Regions from separate parts of the Zea mays genome. Here region 1 is linked to region 2. The links are chromatin contacts, called in public Hi-C maps. All regions are on one chromosome and are shown on one strand. Each heading gives the region's core, a stretch centred on a gene start, on an enhancer-like site or on the middle of the called end of the contact. The rest is flanking DNA. Distances are from core to core; before and after follow the strand shown. Region 1 holds the start of LOC109942982 (rho-associated protein kinase 2). Region 2 holds the start of LOC100282162.

What was found. A called contact is a pair of places that touch in the nucleus more often than the background predicts.
Region 1: a contact with region 2 is called in a Hi-C map of endosperm, with 2.3 times the contacts expected there. The contact joins the promoter of LOC109942982 here to the promoter of LOC100282162 in region 2. A contact is called at or near these places in 2 of 25 Hi-C or Micro-C datasets (endosperm and leaf).

The regions. Positions count from the first base shown.
Region 1 is chr10:52,128,993-52,131,841 of Zm-B73-REFERENCE-NAM-5.0, reverse strand. It overlaps LOC109942982 (rho-associated protein kinase 2), which reads left to right and starts at 1,386. Exons shown (of 2, transcript XM_020545624.2): 1 at 1,386-2,323. The coding sequence starts at 2,117. LOC100280573 (mitochondrial import inner membrane translocase subunit TIM14) reads left to right here. Exons shown (of 4, transcript NM_001401324.1): 4 at 18-496. The coding sequence ends at 174.
Region 2 is chr10:51,796,148-51,798,847 of Zm-B73-REFERENCE-NAM-5.0, reverse strand. It overlaps LOC100282162, which reads left to right and starts at 1,394. Exons shown (of 5, transcript NM_001313838.1): 1 at 1,394-1,727. The coding sequence starts at 1,458.

The DNA of each region.
Region 1 (2,849 bases), core at 137-2,636, 330 kb before region 2:
TACATTGGTGGCTCCAGGGAAACTGCCAGTGCAGAGAAGGTCAAAGAAGCACACAAGAGAGTGATGGTGGCCAATCATCCAGATGCGGGTGGAAGTCATTACCTTGCTTCAAAGATTAACGAGGCAAAGGATGTAATGACAGGGAAAACAAAAGGGGGTGGGTCTGCCTTTTGATCGGTACACGGACAACGTGTTCTTCCACTGAAAGAGCAATTTTGTGTCTCCAGACTCGCATTAGAAGATATGCCGAAATCTTTGTGTGTTTTATGAAAATTTGTGGACAAAAAAAAAAGTAGTGGACCTTTATGGAGCAGGCAATTCGTTGCTTAGTAAAGCTCGGCTCAGTTGTGCTTGTGCCCGAATCAATTGGACATTGTTGCTAATTGAGTCCCCTGTCCTTTGTTTTTCCTTTTTTTTCATTGATATCCTGAAATTCACCAACACAAAGTATCATGAACTGCCTTTTATTGATAAATTCTGTATCTGTTTTGACCAACGACCTGTGTAATTTCATACCATCATCATTGTGGGGCTCAGTTGACAAACCGGAGTAGGCCCTGCTGACGAGTTACCTAATTGGGCCCTGTTCGGTTATATTCGGATCGGAGGATTAAATTCTTATTGACTAGTAAGGGATTTAATTTTCTTTAATATCTTTCAATTCATCTTAAGGGCTGATTTGGTGACTAGAAATTATAGAGGATTTATGGGGGAGGAATCTCTTGCTATTTAATTTTTCTCCAATTCCTTAGCACCAAACCAGCCCTAACCTAACAGGCCCTCGAGGAGATGATTATTCAAAGATGCGAGTTCTTGTTGTTTTGCACTTGTTCGACTGCACCCATGGGGATGGAGTTCTCTTTTTCGAGACCCATTACTGAACGAATCCTGTCTGAGTACCAGACTGTTAATTGTGGCGAGTCGCAGGTTGGTCTGCTATGAATAGGGTAATCCTTGGCTTAGGTTAATTTATTAGTACAATGCATATAATTAATATTTGGTGCAAGCCACCTTGCCAGTTCTACTTAAACATCACGTCCATTTTCCTAAAAATAAATAAGGCTGCCTTCCTACCGATAGCCTAAGCTGGTTCATCGTGGCTGCAAGGATCAAGGAATGTTGATGGACATGGCATCGACGTGAAGCCCATCAACGCTCACCTGCCCTTTGCAACCTCCATCCTTTGGTCGTGTTCGCAGGCCTCAAATAATCACCGTTCTCTTCATCAATTTGTTGCTCTCTAATCTATACACTCGCAGCTTCTACTACTAGTCATGGCGTCATCAGTCTCCTCGTCACAAGTAACCTCTTCATTTTTTTCCCACCACGATCACATGGCTGCCTTCTCTTGGCAATCCGGCCCATTTGGACTAAAAATTAGCATTTTTCACACGTCCTTTTGTCTAGGATACTGCATCCTGAATGGTGGAGCCCTAACGGTGCTGCTGCACCACGAATAGATTACTCATGCTGAGGCGATCGTTGCCTGGAGATCCGAGAAGAAGCATAGAAGAATCTCATCTCATTAATTGCTCGCCTTACAACCCATGTTGGCTTCAGAATTCGGTTTATTTTTTCCTTCAGAAAGCCGTGGAACTGTCGGTCCGCAAGCTTCAGCCTCCAGGCACTCGGCATGGATCGTCTGATGCATGATCGTACGGTTCCAGGTTCATTAGAACGTATTCACAGTTGCAGGTAAAAAAATCGTCTTCCAGTAAGTCCGCAAGTGTTGACTGAGAGATTGATTCCGTGGCTCAGAACTTGAAAACAAAAATAGGCTAGTGCTTCAAGATCATGTGCATTGGCATACGAGTAGCATGGAGAGTCGTCTCAAAAGGCTCAGCTGTAGCTGTATTGTACCCCCTCCTTACCAATGAGTGACCTCCAATCCAAGCACAAGAAACTCTGCAAGCCCTGCCATTCCCAAAACTCTCCCCAAAAAGAAGCTGTAGGTCCACCCCACCCCTCTGCGCGCGCGCGCGCGCACACACACACCCAACTCTTTCACATCTCTGCAGCAAACAAGGCCAAGACTCTGCAAGCATCAAGCAGTGGAAGGAGCATTACACAGTAAACAAGAGTAAGTGCAACGTCCACGCACACAGGTATAGGAGAGATGGATGGGAGCAGCAAATACAGATCAAAGGGCTATGCAATGGCCAATGCCGGCAGGAAGCTCCCCTACGTCTTCCTGCTGCTGGTGGCCCTTGCAGCTGGCGTGTTGAGCGTCGTCGTCCTGCAGAAGGTGAGGGAGCAGCGCGTCTTTGCTCGGCGTCTCCAGGAACGTGACCGCCAGCTTGTCACCCTGCGGATCCTTCTCCAGGTATGTTCAAGGCCATGGATTGCACACCCATCCCTTCTACTTCCAGTTGCCTGCACTTGTCATTGTCTAGTTTGTTTCAAGAAAGAGAGCGGATCAGAAGCTGCTATTAGTAATTTAGTTGTTGCTGTCTGTATCTAGGTAGCACATTGAGAAATTAATGTGACATCACGGCGAAGAAAAGTCGCACAATTCAATGTATAACCGTGCGATACTGACGTCCTGTTGGTCAGTTTGGTCTCGAAATATTTAATATATCAGAAATAAGTAACGAGAGCATAACCCGAGTGAATGATCTGTTAGCATATCATTTGTAAGAATTTTTTTTGACCGAAACAAGAAATGAGAGCCAATAGAAAATCTTGTACAATATAATTTTAGCTTATTTGCCAAATCTTCGTCTAGTCCTTCAAAACATAAAAACTTATAAATAAGATGCTCTTGAGCCAACAAGTGGCCGTATATTCTTGGTGATGACCAATGAATATAGCATTTACTCTAATTTATACAATATTTGTCTGCATGGTAA
Region 2 (2,700 bases), core at 145-2,644:
TTCGTATTATTTTATCTCTGAACACGAAGGTAGGACCTTCGTGATTTATCATCCATAACCTTCGTCCGAAGCTCATTAAATCCTCAGGGAAATAATGCTTCAGCGGACGAAGGGTTTTAACATTTAACATTCTATGTTGCCTTGTTCTTAATTCATAGCATCTGAGAACAAGTCCCCAACAGATACTCATATCTAAAAACAAAAAAATGCAATAAATCTAGTTACCTTAGTCATGGGTGGGGGATTTGGGTCCAAAGTATCCACTAACCCACTTGGCATAGATTTGATCCAATATGATGCATCCCATGATATACATCTCAATTTCGCCAAGTCTCCATATTTCCCGAGGTCTTTCAGACTTCTCACTTCCCTCTTGGAATCCAAACGTTTTTTGTGCTTTTCATGGTTGAGATAATCTCTTTTGGCACCCAGATATGTTTGGCTCTTTTTCCTTTGTTGGTCTTGATTGTGATTGCTATCACCTTTCCATTCTTTTTCTTCTTAATCAAATATGGTGTAGCGGCCTTTTTGCCCACCTTATTGATATAGGTGTGGAGATTTTGCTTGTTGGTTTTTGCTTGAGATTTTGCTTTTGCTTATTCCCGGTCTTCGCCTTGCATTGGTAAGACTTGTGGCCTTCTTTGTGGCATAGCCAACAAATCACAATTTCTCCCTTCACAGGCTTGTCACTCCCGCAGTATTATACTAAGGAGGTTGAATTTCTTTGTCTTTGTCTTTCTTGTCATACAGAGCCTTGCTTAGGCGAGCCACCTCTTGTCTTAATTGCTCATTCTCCATTGCAATCTCATCCGAACAGGTTTCTATAATAACATTCTTAATGAGAACTTGATTGCATGGATTATAATCACCAATTAAATCAAAGCAGGAAGTAGAAGCATCTTTCTTAATAATTTCAGGAATTTCAACTAAAGATGCTCCCGTGATGCTACCGATGCTCTCTAGCTTGCTAGTTAGCTCATTATTATGTATGCTAAGAATTTTCATTTTCTTTAGCAAGTTTTCAATGACTTCTTGAGAGTTAGCTAACTTAACCTAAGTTTTTTATTCTTTTTTATAAGACTATCATCGGTAGTTGAGGATGAAGCATTAGACTCTAATTGCTCAATTTTAGTTGTTAGCTAATAATTTAAATTTACAAACGATTTAAATTTTTCGTATAAATATTTATAATCATTTTGATAGTTAATCAACTTATTTTTTAAAAAATTTTTAAATTAAGAGACCTAAATAAAAACGGTCACATAAAACTAGACTTCACTAGTTTTTTTACTATAATTTTCACCGGCAAAGCTGCTGCTGCCTGCAAGTCAGCGACAGACGTGCACAACAGTATATTTACCCGAATGAGCTGATAGTTAGCATAAGCCAAACACTCCGGCAGCTGTGGTGGAGACGCCTCCGCCTCCCAAACACCCGAATCAAACTAACAGCCACCGATGGCGTCGCCATCGCGGTTGCTCCCGCCCACGCCTCCTTCGGCCGCCCAGCCCCGCGGCCCGCGGGATCGCCTCGCCTTGCCGCGCCTCCGGTGCCTCGCCGCCGCCGCAGCCTCCGCCTCGCCCACTGATGGCGCTGTGCTGCTGGAGCGTGGCGGTTCCGCGGCGGTGGCCGTGCGGGAGTTCGTCACGCTTGACGAGCTCCGCGCTGCCGTGCGCCTCCGCGTCCGCACCTTCCACGAGTACGCAGACGACTCCGTCGGAACCGAGGTTGATCCCTTCTCATCTGTTTTCTGGCGTGCTGTCTGATTCGATCGCGAGACTGTTTTTGGTTCTACGATTCGTTAGTCGGGAAGGGTAGAGGAACTGGAAGACTCGATTATTTAGCCCTTTAAGTGTGCTATAGGTTGAACAAATCCAATTGTGAGAAGAATTCTGTGAAATATCACCACGGGTGTAGTAAATTGGTGTTTTTTAGTAAAGGGAATATGCATTAATATTCCAGCCTTTGTATGATCGATACATATAGCTGCCCAAAGTCCAAAGTTTGAACAAACCAATAGTGCAAAAAACAAAGTTCGCAAGTCCTGCAAGGGTAAAATCAAATAAAAGGAATTCTGACACTAAAACTCCAGCCATGATAAGCAAAAAGGTCCACCACTGTCGTCTCTAGCACACGGCACCCTCAATTTATGCGAGGTCTGCCCTCTTCCTTTTGCAGAAGCACCCAAAAGCGGATCCAGTGCATTGCCCTGAAGACCATCCGCTAAGAGGACAAAGCTCGTGTCCTGTTAAAAATCTCATCATATCGACTAAGCTAAACTGCCCAACAAATGGCAGATGCTCCTACCAAGGCTCGATATTTAAGTTTCTTTTCTATTCCTTGTAGCCAATCATTAAACATGTGTACAACATTTATCAGAGGAGGTAAATTCAAAGAAACATGTATCAATCTCCAAATAAACCTAGCATTCAGGCAATCAAAGAAATGGTGTTGTATTGACTCATCCAAGTTACAAAAACAACATTTGACATTTCCTTTCCGTTGCCCTTTGGCTAGGATTATTCCTTCGATCAAGTGAAAACTTTAATTTTGAGAGGTAACATTAGCTTCCGTTAATATGGTTATGTGGTACAACATCAGTAACGGCTTTTGCTCTATACATAGATGAACTATGAAGAGGCCATGTTGGTTAAAGATCATTTAAAATATCACTTTGATCTGTTAGCTGAACTTTCATCA